Regions from separate parts of the Mus musculus genome. Here all the other regions are linked to region 3. A link is a contact called in public promoter capture Hi-C data. All regions are on one chromosome and are shown on one strand. Each heading gives the region's core, a stretch centred on a gene start, on an enhancer-like site or on the middle of the called end of the contact. The rest is flanking DNA. Distances are from core to core; before and after follow the strand shown.

Region 1 (4,279 bases), core at 689-3,188, 150 kb after region 3:
GTAACTAATCAGAATCATTGTTATAAGATCTCTTATGGGTGGTGCAAATGGTACAACCCCTACACCACAAGTCAGCAAATGTTGCCAGGGAAGAAGCCAAAAGAAAAGCTAAGGCCATCTGGCACAGAGAATGGGAGTCTGCAAAATGGAAACTGGAGTGAGTGATGGTTTAAAGAAGACAAATCCATCTCAGCGTTCCAGAGATGAGGTCAGATGGCGGGGATGACGTAAGAGAGCACACATCACAGTGCAAGCTGCAATTGTTCAAATGAAGACGTAGGAAGCCTCAAGAAGTGACCCGCTCAAGATATGGAGGTAGGGAGAAATAAATAATTGCTAAGTCAATACAAAATAAGCATCTCATAATTCAACAGAGCTTGATCAACTAACAAAACTCATTAGAAACCAACACCTCCTCTTCTGCCAATACTCAAACTTAAAAGTCAATTCATTCATTACAATTATCAGATTGTAAAAGAAAGGCTTTGGTCTCTCTCCGCATTAATTGTCATTTTGTTAAAAAGTAATCAGTAAGGTTTGATGTCCAGGAGGTCAACAGCAAATGCCGCAGTGACACACTGGCCATGACACCGTCCAGTGAACGGCGGGACTTTAAACCACTGAGATTGACGGAGTGTCTGAAGGGTGAGGACGGAACCAATGTACGTAGGAATTCATACAAAACCAAATAGTAACTCCCCTTTAAGCAAAGGGAGACAGGAATATCTGAGGTCGATTTTGGCAGTCCAGGCTTAGGTCTGGATTAATCTGAACGGTAAGTAACCATGAATACTAAAAACCAGTCAGGGTTCCAAGGTAAAGTCAAGATATCAGCAGACGAAAGACTAAACAATGGGCTGTAAAGACTACAACTGCATTTTGCTATCCCCTTGAAAGTCCTTTCAAAGAATAAAGAAAAGACCAGGGGTGGTGGTCCATGTCTGTAACACCAGCAATGGGGGCTGAGGGAGGAGGGTCCTGCGTACAAGGGCATCGTGGGCAACACAGTGAGACCCTGTCACACAATCAAAGGAAGGGGACGCTGTGTTGCTCTGTAACTGCAGTTCACCTCTCCAAAAGATTCAACCGACTGCAGAGAAACTTCCAAAGCACCAGCTAAGTCCAAAAGCAGGGACATCATTACATACGGCACATGAGCAGGGACATCATTACATAGAGCACATGAGGCAGGGACATCATTACATAGAGCACATGAGCAGAGACATTACATAGAGCACATGAGGTGAGATGTTGTAAGCACCAGCCTCTAGTACAACACAGGGACTAGATGAAGCCTGTGGGGATTTTATATCGCATTTCTACTCTTCTGTATTCATTTGTGTCATTTTACTGTGACACTGATCTCTCAAGACATATGTCTCCAGTGCCAGCAGTGACACCCACTAACCTGCAGCTATACTACTAGTTAGGCTTCACCTGGAGGACTAGTAACCTTCTCCCTGATAAAGTTTGTTTTTAAAATATACATGGGCAATATTTTAAAATACTGTCTTTAATATCACAGAAGCAGAGTTCCTTTAAAATTATTTGCTTATGTTTTGTTTTGTTTTAAGGCAAAGCATTGCCATTAGCCCAGGCTGGCTTCAAAGTCCAAGCAATCCTCTGGATTCTTCAGGGATTACAGGAGTCATCACATGTATCATATGAAGTGATAAGACATCATCTTAATAATCAGAGCTGGGTGTATTATGTATGTCAGTCTGCTGCACGGTTCATAGCTGTGATCCTGTCACTCAGGAGATGACAGGAGAATCAGAGTCAGGGTTATCCTTAGCTCCATACAAAGTTCAAGGCCAGACCAGGCTACCTGATTCTTTGTCCGTACAAACACAAACAAACAAACTAACTAACTAACAAGGCCCAGGGGTTAGGCAGAAAATACAACTCAGTGGGGAGTGCTGCCCAGCACTTACAGGACTTCTTCCAAGTCCCTGCCCATCACCAAACAACACCGGGGCTATGAAACCATCAGCCTTTGCTCCTGAACCTTCCCTCGGAGGAAAAACACTAATAAAGCCGTTATTGAGATGAGTGATCCATGGGCATTGGGGTGCATCATTTCCACCTGACAGGGAAGGTAGTTCAAAGCTGTACTGTCCCCCAGGAAAGCCGCCACCTCAACCACATCAGTAACTAGCTGAAACAAAACACACACAGGAGAAGAAAGAACAAGCTCCCGATAGGGGTTCGACTAGGGAGCTAGAGCCAAGTGTGCATTGGTTTGTTGAGAAAGGTCTCATAAGAGCCAACATCGCTGGTCCCCACAGAGCACACACTTTTACAAGAACTGCAGCCACCCAGTGTAATCTCAGTCATTTTATACCAAAAGAGAAAACTCTTAAGATGCAAGGAGAAAAACAAGCATTAAGCTGTCAGAACTATTTGTACAAACGAAAAACAGAATTACAAGTCCACAGAGAAAGAGAGGCACTGACCAAAGGTCAGCCACTTAGTACAGATTTGTTCAGTCGCCATGGCCAGAGCACAGGGACACAACTCTTTACACAGCTCTCCAAACATTGACTGAAGTCCATCGCAGCCTGGAGGGGTAAGAAGAGACACTTTGAAAACAGGGAGATGTAGCCTAAGGGTTCACCTGACTAGCCCTATATGCCTTCCACCTACTGCTTAGTTATTTTGCTACTAAAGTCAAAACACAACAACAAGGTGCTGGCAGGATGGAAAGATGGCTCAGTGGTTCAGTTCCCAGCCCCCACACTCCATTTCCAGGGACCTGATACCTTCTTCTGCCTCTCCAGGTACCAGGCACACTTGTGGTGCACAGATATACCTGCAGGCAAAAAACCCATATATATAAAATAAAAAATTTTTAAACAAATAACATCAACTGATTGCTTGGTTACAGGATGCCTCTCAATTTCTCACAGGAGTAACAGACGACCTCGGTCTGTGGCAGTGCTGAGCACTATTGAGGGCAGCGACCTCTGAGGAGTGGGATGCTCTGCTTATCAATGTCTTTACCAACAGGATCAAAGTTTCACTCACTGGTTAAAGAACCTGCTTTGAAGCACTTTCTGATCATGCTAGAAGACCTTTATATCAACAACAACAACAACAAATACTTTAAATAAGCTTGATTTTTGTATTAGCTATACCACAAGGTCTGACCATTTAATTACACAAGTAAAGGAGTCTGAGGTTTCATTGCAAGGAAGCACGGAGGAACCTAGTGAATGAGAGGAATTCCCACCATCTTATTAAAGCTGTAGCTGCAGTACCGAGTCTAAGCTCTTCACTGTATACATTTCCTGGAATATAGTTCTCTACCTAAAAAAGTCCCCTGAGTCCAAGACATTTAATAGGCAGACCTGTGAGGTAAGCACAGCAAGGTTTGCTCTTGCTGGCAGTCGACACGTCCACCCTGTGTGCACTAGCTTTCTTCAAGTATCAAAGGCCATGTGCCATTACAGCCTCCGTGGAGTAGGAAGCCCTGGGGGAGTACAGACGCGGGCCCTGCCTGTGTGCATGCATGCATTATCCAGCCAGCAAAACAAACTAGCAGGATTAGTTAATTGTCTAGATACTGGGACAAAATACCTGGCAAAAGTAACCAGATAGAAGGTGCATTACAGGAGGTGGGGGGGGGGGGGGGGAGAAGAAGGCGGTAGCAGCAACTGGTCACATCACATCCACAGGGAATAGGCAGAGAGGAAGGCTAGTACTCATCTTTCTCCTTTTTATTCAAGCCAAAACCCAAACCATATAATGATACCTTCCACTTTTAGGGCTGGTCTTCCACACAAAATAACTAATATACATGATTGCTCATAAGCGCACCCAGAGACTTTCTATTTCCATAGTGATTCAAAAATCTTAAATGGAAACAGAATGGGGTTGAGTAGCCTTAGCTGATCTGGTACTCACTCTAGAGCCCAAGCTGGCAGACATCAAGCCCTCTGCTTCAGCCTCTCCAGTCCTGGGATTGCAAGGGTATGGCACAACACCTTGCATAAATGACAACATGTAAGAAGCCATCTGGTGGGCTGGAGAGATGGCTCAGCTGTTAAGAGCACTGACTGCTCTTCCAGAGGTCCTGAGTTCAATTCTCAGCAACCACGTGTAATGGTCACAACCATCTGTAATGGGATCTGATGCCCTCTTGTGGTGTGTCTGACGACAGCTACAGTGTACTCGTATACATAAAATAAATCTGGAAGAAAGGAAGGAAGGAAGGAAGGAAGGAAGGAAGGAAGGAAGGAAGGAAGAAAGGAAGAAAGGAAGAAAGGAAGGAAGGAAG
Region 2 (4,182 bases), core at 189-2,688, 180 kb after region 3:
CTTAAGACCTGGAAGTAGAGGGGTGTACCACCATGTCTGGCTCGGAATTGAAAACACACCCACTGGGAGGAACACAAACATCAACAGAATGACACAGAGATGCTCACAAGCAACACCCCAGTGTGAGGGCTGCACCCCTGCAGTACTAGATGACATTACACACTCATTCCACCCTTGCAAACACCTCTTCTAAAATTCTGTTCAAGACCAGTTAACCGCAGACTTGTGAGGGCATTTAGCCATAGCCCTTAGCGTTAAAGATCAGACACCATACTATCCAGACTGATTGATACTCTAGCAGTTAACAGATATGAGTCCATGAGTGTCATCCATGCAGTCAACAAATCCAATTCAATGGAAGGTGAAGGGGCTGAGGCGAAGGGGAAAGGAATAGATTTCTCACCATAAAAATATTTTTCAAATGACATTTGATTTTGGGGTGGGGGATTGTTTAGTTGGTTTGTGGTTTCTTTAGAGTATAAAAGCCCAAGATGATCTTAAACTCTTGATCCTTCTGTCTCTGCCTCCTTATAGTGCTGTGATTACAGGCAAGCACACCAAAAATGGAGCTTTAAGATGAATCGTATACAACAATTATATAAGACCCACCACTGGGGGATGTGAGACAAGACTATGCAGAACTCTATAAACAAAGTCTACAATTTCCTGTGATTCCACAATTATGTTAAAGTTAATAAATCTTAAATGAGGCTTAGGTTAGGCATGATGGCACACACCTTTAACCCCAAGACTGAGGAGGCAAAGGCAGACAAGACAGGTTTCTGCAGATTTGAGGTCAACCAACACAGTGAGTTTCTCCAGGCCAGCCAAGGGCTGCATAGTGAGACCCATCTTTCAAAAAATAAAAGAGGAGAACAGAAGAGATCATTTTAGAAAGGCACCATCCTAAGAAGGTCCAAAAGGAAAATGCAATTCACATGAGAAAAATTACAAGTAGCCCAGACAACCCACACTGTCCACTCACGGATGTGGTGGGAAATGAAACAGGAAAGGCACTGGGAAGCAGACTGCAAGAGGCTGGAGGGAGTCAGTGCTACACGTGACTTGACTGAGCTAAAAATGCCGACATAGCAGGTAACTCGCCCTTCCAGCACACCTATTCTAGATCAGGTTAGCACTCCCGTCAGTAGGCTGGAGAAGACGTCCTAAACAGCAGAGCAGAGAGGAAAGGAGAAAGAAGGCCCAGAACTATGGGAGCCAATTCCAAAATAAACTGACGTGGGTGGAGTGTGTGTGTGTGTGTGTGTGTGTGTGTGTGTGTGTGTGTGTGTTGGTTCTGTTCTCCAGAGAACTTGACAGACCCCGAAATGTCAAGCTAAGCAACTCAGAACTCAGCCAGCACAGCAGGGTGCTCTGAGAAAAGTCAAAGCAGGATAGATTAATATGGAACAGGAGACAAACCAGTCAGAGCACAAGGCCTCAAGGCAAAAAGACCAGTTATTACTGCAATAGGACAAGCAGGGCCTGGCGTAAAGTGTTGGCAGCAAAACTAGACCACAGGGTCTTGATTACTTAATACTCTGCAATCCTTTACAAAAAGCCTGTGCCTGGTACTTATTCCAAGCTCTGTATCATGCTTATGATAAAGACGTATCTTCTTATTGGATGTGGAGACACTCAGAATTTTAGCATTCAAGGCTAACCTAGGCTACATACTAATACCAAAAAACAAGCAAACAAACAAACAAAAAACTTAAAAAGAAATCTCTTTTCTGAATTTCCTAAAAAATAAAAAGAAGAAGGGTTGAAATGATCATCTTTGGTGGGTTTGGTAGAACAGTGTTGAAGGGCCAGTGAGACAGCTCTGCAAGTTAGCTTACTCGAGATAGGAGCTCATCACCAAGCAAGACAGCTTGAGTTCAATACCCAGACCTGTCTGCTGGGGAAGAACCAATTCCAAAAGCTGCTCTACAAGAATGGTGGTGTCTAAAGCATGCTTGTACACACACACACAAGCAAATAGAACATTGCTTCTTTGAATAAGCTTTAAAAAGCAAAACAACTTTACTTACATCAATAAAACAAACAAAGGCCAGGCATGGTGGCATATTCCTTTAATCCCAACAACTCAGGAGGCAGAGGCAGGGAATCTCTATGAGTTCCAGGCCAGTTAGGAGTACACAGAGAAACCCTATCTCTAAACAAAGCAAAAGCTCTAAAAAGAGTACTTCGTTTACAGACTGCGTGCCTTTGGTACACATTACACGGGTACTGCTTTGGCTCGGAGTGGCTTCCTCCCAATGCCTGCATATAGTCCATAGGAACCTACCCACTACAGATACTAGAACCTAGTTCTCACTAAAAAGCCCACTGAGGCATGGTCCCAAATGGTGCTGTGTCTCAAGTCTCCCTTTCAGAGCTTTTATTTCCCAAAGATGTAAGATTTGGAGAGCTGCTACCCAGGAAAGGAAAGTCCAGCACTTTATTATAAGTGGTGGTCTCTGTGTGCACTAGAAACAGATATTCAAATAGCCCACCTTTAGTGATGCCTCTGGGGAAAATACATTCAGACAGAGCCACTGGAATTCGAAGAGGCAAGCACTATCACAAAGGCGTCTACGAAGGGTTCTGAGACGACTGGCGGCTGTTTTGGTGCTCAGTGGGGTCAGCCCTTTAAACACACATTTCAATCCTCACAGAGGAGGATTATCCAGGTTTTAGTTTGGTTTGGCTTTTTCAGATGTCCACATGGAGGTTGGCTTTGAACTTACTTTGCAGCTGAGCTCCAGGTGCTGCTGCTGCCACCAGTGGAATGCTGGGATTCAAATCTGGCCCCGCCAAACCCAGCTGATTGGCTTGTATAGATGAATACTGAGGCAAGGAAGCCAAGCATTTCTGTCTTCCTTGGTGGCTGTGTCTGCACTGCTACTAGACTCCAAACCTGGTCTAATTATTTACTAGATGGTCTCCTAGTGAAGGACTGAATAGTGCTGTCTTGGCGGACAGCTAGCAATAAAGAGAGAGGAGAGTGAATAACATATTTTAAGACCCCCACTGAAGGTTGACCAGGAATTAACCAAATAGGCAAGGCCCTTGAGGTGGAAGGTTCAGCACTATCACCAGGGGGGGCTCAGTATCCACACTCTAAAAGGCACAGAGGTCTGGAGAGATAGCTCAGTGGTTAAGAACCTAGGTGCTCTCCCAGAAGACGCAGATTTGAGTCCCAGCACCCACATAGTGGATCAAGCCATCTCTGACTCCAGTTCCAGAGAATCTGGTGCCCTCCTCTAACCTCCACAGGTACTACATACACAAATGCACAGGCATTCATACAGGCAAAACACAGTAGATATAAAATACAAGTTTAAAAATAGAGCTACCACAATCTATCTAGCTATCTAGCTATCTCCCTTTGGAATATACTAAAAGGACTTTACATCTTACTATAGAAATATTTGCTCATCTGTGTTCATTGTTGTTCTATTTGTAATAGCCAGAAACTGGACACAGCCTATATGTCCATCAATTAATGAATAGATAATGAAAATGTGATACATTTACAAATGAATATGATTTGACTACTAAGAAAAATAAAAGTATGAAATTTTCATTTAGTGGAAGAAGCTAAAAAACAATCCTACTGAATGAGGTAACCCAGACCCAGAAAGACACACGTTGTATGTTTCCTCTCATATGTGGATGTTAGCTTTGAAGCTTTAGATATATATGTTTAATTCAGAATATCCAGATGTTAGATAGCTAGTAAGGATCAGAGGGAAGGGGCAGTATCTTCCAAGAAAGAGGAAATAGTGCATAGTGTTATAAACTATATAATAGGAAGATTAAATTAAATGGGGAGGGAGAAGAGTGGGCAGGTTAAAGGATGGAAAATGGAGGTGGGACAACTGGGACAACTAACACTTAGGGCCTTTTGAACGCCATAGGGAAGTCTGCAACTCCAGAAGCTTCCCAAAATATAGGAAAGGAATTTAAATAAAGCCATATAATGGGGGAGACAATGCCCCCCAACTAGACAACATATGCCACCAAGTAAAACCCCCATGCCAGGAATGGGTTATCTTGTTGAGTCATGGTCAAAAGGCTCCCAGACACCTGCCCCCAAACATCACTGGCCATTGCTAAGGCTATTGGCTACTCTCCACAATGTGAATGGTAAAGCCATATCACTGAAAACATCACTACCTTATACCATCTAACATG
Region 3 (4,209 bases), core at 918-3,417:
AACTCCTCCACCTGCTGCTCCAGCTGCCTGTTCAGGTCTTCCAGAGACTTCTGCAGCCCTTCCGTGTTGCCCTTCACCTTGCTCTGCACGTCTTCCACCAGCGGGGCCAGATTCTTCTGCAGCTGGTCGATTTTTGCGGAGACCTTGGTCTGGAGCTCCTCCGCGTTCTTCTTCATCTGGAAGGCCAGGCCCTCCATCTGATGGTTGAGTTTCTCCTGCACGCCCACCGTCAGAGGGGCCAGGCTGCGGCGCAGATCCTCCAGGTTCTGGTCGATCGTGGCCTTCAGCTCGTTGGCACGGGGGGTTAGGTGCCCCTTGAGCTCTTCCATATTCCTGTTAAACTTGTCCTTTAAGTTGGTGGCAAGGGGCATCATCGAGGTGTGCAGGTTGTCCACATTCTCCTTGATCGTGGTCTGCATGCGCTGGATGTATGGGGTCAGCTGGAGCTTCATTTCCTGGGTCTGTGTGTTGATCTGATCTTGCAGGTCCACGGCATAGGGCTTCAGGTGCTCCTGCAACTTCTGCATGTTCTCCCCGAACGTCTGGGTTACTTTGTTGGCATGGGGCATCATGCGGTCACGTAGGTCCTCCAGCTCCTTCTTGATCTCTTCCTTCACCCTCTCAGTTTCCTGGGCTAGATGCCCACTCAGCTGTACGACAAAGGGCACCAGCTTGTTGTGCACCCCATCAGCATACGTACTAGCATCCCCAAGTTTGTCCTGGAAGAGGGTACTTCAGGGAAAGGATGGAGACAAGGAAGCACCATTAGATACGCTTGTAGAACACTCAGCTCTATACACCTGCTTAGGTCAGGAGTGTGTCCATGGGAACAGAGACCTCCGTCTTGTCCCTTTGACCCTCCCCTGGGGTAGGTCATGCTTTCAGGAAATCTCCTAGGATTAGTTTGACTTTGGAGTTTTATCTGCAAGGCTTCTGCTGAGCCTCTGCATCCTTATCTGCCCACCATGTGACTTGAGAAGTTTGCTTTCCTTACCTGTGGATAAAGAATGGGGCTGGACTTTGGCATCACTCCCCTCCCAGGGTCACATTGTGCAACACATGTCTTCCAGTGGCACAGGGTCTGATGTCCTTGCATGTGCTCAGTGGGTCCCCCAAAATACCAGCCCTCCTTCCCCTGTTTGCCCAGAACCTCATGTCCTTACAGGACACGTCTCTTTCCTCTTCCTGCTAAGAGTTTGTGATGGGATTTGGCTATTTACCAAACTCTAGCACATGCAGATAGGAAGGAACTATAGGGATGGATCCCTGGGTCCAGCTTTCCTGTTTACAGGGACAATCTAGGTCCAGGGAGGCAAGACTCCTTTAGTGAGAACAGAAGAACTCCAGGAGCCAGTGTCCCACCTCTGAGGTCAGCTATGGGCTTCAAGCCTCGCCTTGTAGACTGATCGCACTTACCTGAGCTGCTGAGTGACATCCGTCTTCTGAAACTGTTCTACAGCCTCCTTGGCATTGTTGCTTAGCTGGGTAAAGTAATCCCACACCACATTGGCCACCTGGTCCGAAGTGACCTCAGCCCGGGTGCCTGGGCAGAGAGAGAGCAGAAGGCAACTTTATGAGGATCATCTCTCTCCTGGCCCCTCTGCCTCAGCTCTGAGCTGGATAATGTTGGAGTTTGGATAACCCAAACCATTGCCCCATCCCTGGGATAACCCAGGGAGCACAAGTGCCAGGGAGAACAAAGGCCTGTTCTCCTATGAGCTGCTGGGCAAATACAAGGCCACCCCGAGCTGTCCGCCAGTTCTAGAGCTGGCTTTTCTTGCTGCCTCCCAGGTGCAGTGTCTACTCACCGGTGATGGCCACCAGGGCCAGGGTCAGCACCGCAGCCTTCAGGAACATCCTGGGCTCCTCACTGGGCTGGGACAGTTTCGGCTACACTGGATGTTTCCCGGAGTCAGAAGAAACGGTGTACCTGTGTCCCTGTGCAGATTGACTGCAGGCAAGGCCAGCCACTCATTTAAAGCCCCTCCAGCCCTCTCTCCCCGCCTCCTCCCCAGTGTGACTCCACGTTGGAAGGTGACACACTCCCAGGAGGCCTCTTGGACTTTAGTGGCCCTAAGACAACGTGGAAGCTGACAGCACACAGGCAGCAGAGGGAAGCAGTCTTCTTGAGTTGGCTCCACCCTGTCCAAGAGGCTGGGAAGGATAGCCAGAAACTTCAGGAGGAATGAGCCTGGGAGTCTAGGGGAGTCCCTGAACAGAACTGAGGCCCCAGAGGCCCGGTTGGCAGCCCTGGGTCTGTGCCAGTCTGAGAGAACAAGGTCCAGGTCTCCTCTTTCCACCCCAGTGAGACAGCCACCAGTCTGACAGCTGCCACCAACCTGAACTTTGTCTCAGAACATCAGCTACAGAGATGGTACCAGGCCCAGAGATGGCATAGGGCTGCAGCAGACAGTGAGCCTCAGTTGAGGTGTCTGTGATACCCTTGGTCAGGAGAGGATCAGAACCCAGGATCAAAGGAGTTAATCATAGTGGGCTTTGTATCTCATGACTGTCAAGCTGGCTCACCTCCGTCCAGTTATCATGAAGCTTCAAGTTTCTCTTTTGAACAATGTGTAGTTTGTTACATTAAATTAGGTGGTACTTGTGAGATGGCTGCAGGGAGCTTAGCCCAGAGTAAGGGCTGAAATTAATGACAATGATTTTCTGTGTGCATCAGCACAGGAAGGAAGGAGAGAACCTGATCCTCTCCTGACAGTGGCAGAGGGAGAGCCACCCTTTCCCTCAGAGGGTCACCAAGTGGGCTAGAGGCAACAGTGAGAGAGCAGGGCTGGCTAAGGCTTGATTGCTGCCCCACTGTTCTCAGCCATATGCAAGAGCCATGCAGAGTGACTCCTCTCTCTCTCTCCCTCTCTCTCTCCCTCTCTCCCTCTCTCTCTCTTCCCACCCCCCCCCCCCCCACAGAAGGTGACAGACACTGCTGTGGAAAGTGAGTTTTTTGAGGTCTCCTACTGAGACTCCACATGTGTCCACACATACAATTGCAGCAGATATCCACAGGCAAGATGCCAGGCTGTGGTCAGTGTGGAGCCTCAGTGGACCACACCAGGGACTAGATGAGGGCATCCATCATACTGTCCCATTGACTGCCATCCACAAGACAGCATTTGTGAAATGACAGCCATTAGAATAGACCACGATTGTGCCCAGTCTGATTTGCTGTGTTGCCATCCATTTTTTAAAATGTGTCCAGATTAGCTTGTCTCATGGGACTGAAGACAGCTGGATACCTGTGCTCCTCTGCTGGGCCCCACTGCACTGCATGGCTCCCCACAGGGCTCGAGCTTCCCCGAGCTCATTCCTTCCTAGCACAGCCATGCTTAGTGAGTTTAAGAAAATTAATTTATGCCAGGTGTGATGGCACATGCCTTTAATCCCAGCACACACGAGGTGGAGATTGGTGGATCTTTGTGAGTTCAAGGACAGCATAGTCTACAAAGTGAGTTCCAGGAAGCTAGGGCTACATAGAGAAACCCTGTCTCAAAACAAAACAAAACAAAACAAAACAAAACAAAACAAAACAAAACAAACAAAAATAATGATGATAGTGATAATGTTATTTATTTACTAATATTTGGTAGGGGTGAGTATGTATACATCACAATACATGTATAGAGGTCAGATGAGAACTGGAGAGGTTTGTTCTCTCATCCTACCATTTGGGTTCTAGGGTTTTAACTGATGTCATCAGGCTGGGTGACTTTGTTCACTGAGTCATCTTGGTGGTCTTTCAATGTTTTCTGAGTTCAGGCTCTGGAGTCGACTCCCTGTGTTTGCACGTGGATCCCACACAGTCTGTGCTGTGTGGTCTTGGATGAGTCTTCGTTGTGAAGATTCTGTGAGATAGTCTGGCTCCCCTTAGGTTCCTCGTTGAATATTAGCTATGTACGGTTTCTCTCTGTGTACCATTGACCCATTGGTCCTCATCTTGCTTTACCTAATCATGCCTGGTCCAGCCTGTGCTGTGCCCAAAGGTCAGAACTGATGGGGGATGAGTCACGTAGGACATCTCAGCTACAGTTCCACCTCCTGAACCTGCAGACTGAGTCTCTCAAGTGCCAGCAGCGTGGGACAGGTCCAGAGGTGCTTGCCCACTCATACCCTCTCTGAGAAGACCTGTGTTACCTAAGTTTGTTCAAGGGTGGTTTCCAGTGACGGGCTGTCAGATATGCATAGATATCTGAGTTGTCC

The links. Promoter capture Hi-C pulls out the DNA fragments that hold promoters and counts their contacts.
Region 1: a promoter capture Hi-C map of liver shows a contact between it and region 3. The contact joins the enhancer-like site here to the promoter of Apoa4 in region 3. A contact is called at or near these places in 20 of 39 promoter capture datasets (the 3T3-L1 cell line, 3T3-L1-derived adipocytes, the HPC-7 cell line and 13 more), 3 of 484 Hi-C or Micro-C datasets (the BV-2 cell line and liver), 1 of 115 datasets of contacts at active chromatin or transcription factors (embryonic stem cells) and 3 of 9 other capture datasets (adipose tissue, liver and macrophages).
Region 2: a promoter capture Hi-C map of liver shows a contact between it and region 3. The contact joins the enhancer-like site here to the promoter of Apoa4 in region 3. A contact is called at or near these places in 8 of 39 promoter capture datasets (the SN4741 cell line, cranial neural crest, embryonic stem cells and 4 more), 2 of 484 Hi-C or Micro-C datasets (liver and nephron progenitors), 1 of 115 datasets of contacts at active chromatin or transcription factors (embryonic stem cells) and 3 of 9 other capture datasets (adipose tissue, liver and macrophages).

The regions. Positions count from the first base shown.
Region 1 is chr9:46,085,265-46,089,543 of GRCm38.p6, reverse strand. All of the region lies in intron 1 of Sik3 (SIK family kinase 3), which reads right to left. Among named protein-coding and RNA genes, the nearest start is that of Gm46110, 7.7 kb to the right of the region's middle. Within about 2 kb of position 1,938, at least 9 of the 459 cell types and tissues checked have an H3K27ac peak or open chromatin away from gene starts, as enhancers often do. A contact at or near this core is called in liver, where this site is marked.
Region 2 is chr9:46,059,092-46,063,273 of GRCm38.p6, reverse strand. The region is part of intron 1 of Sik3 (SIK family kinase 3); the gene reads right to left. All of the region lies in intron 3 of Gm46110 (a long non-coding RNA gene), which reads left to right. Among named protein-coding and RNA genes, the nearest start is that of Gm46110, 18 kb to the left of the region's middle. Within about 2 kb of position 1,438, at least 40 of the 459 cell types and tissues checked have an H3K27ac peak or open chromatin away from gene starts, as enhancers often do. A contact at or near this core is called in adipose tissue and liver, where this site is marked.
Region 3 is chr9:46,238,802-46,243,010 of GRCm38.p6, reverse strand. It overlaps Apoa4 (apolipoprotein A-IV), which reads right to left and starts at 2,167. Exons shown (of 3, transcript NM_007468.2): 1 at 1,809-2,167; 2 at 1,417-1,543; 3 at 1-732. The coding sequence starts at 1,857.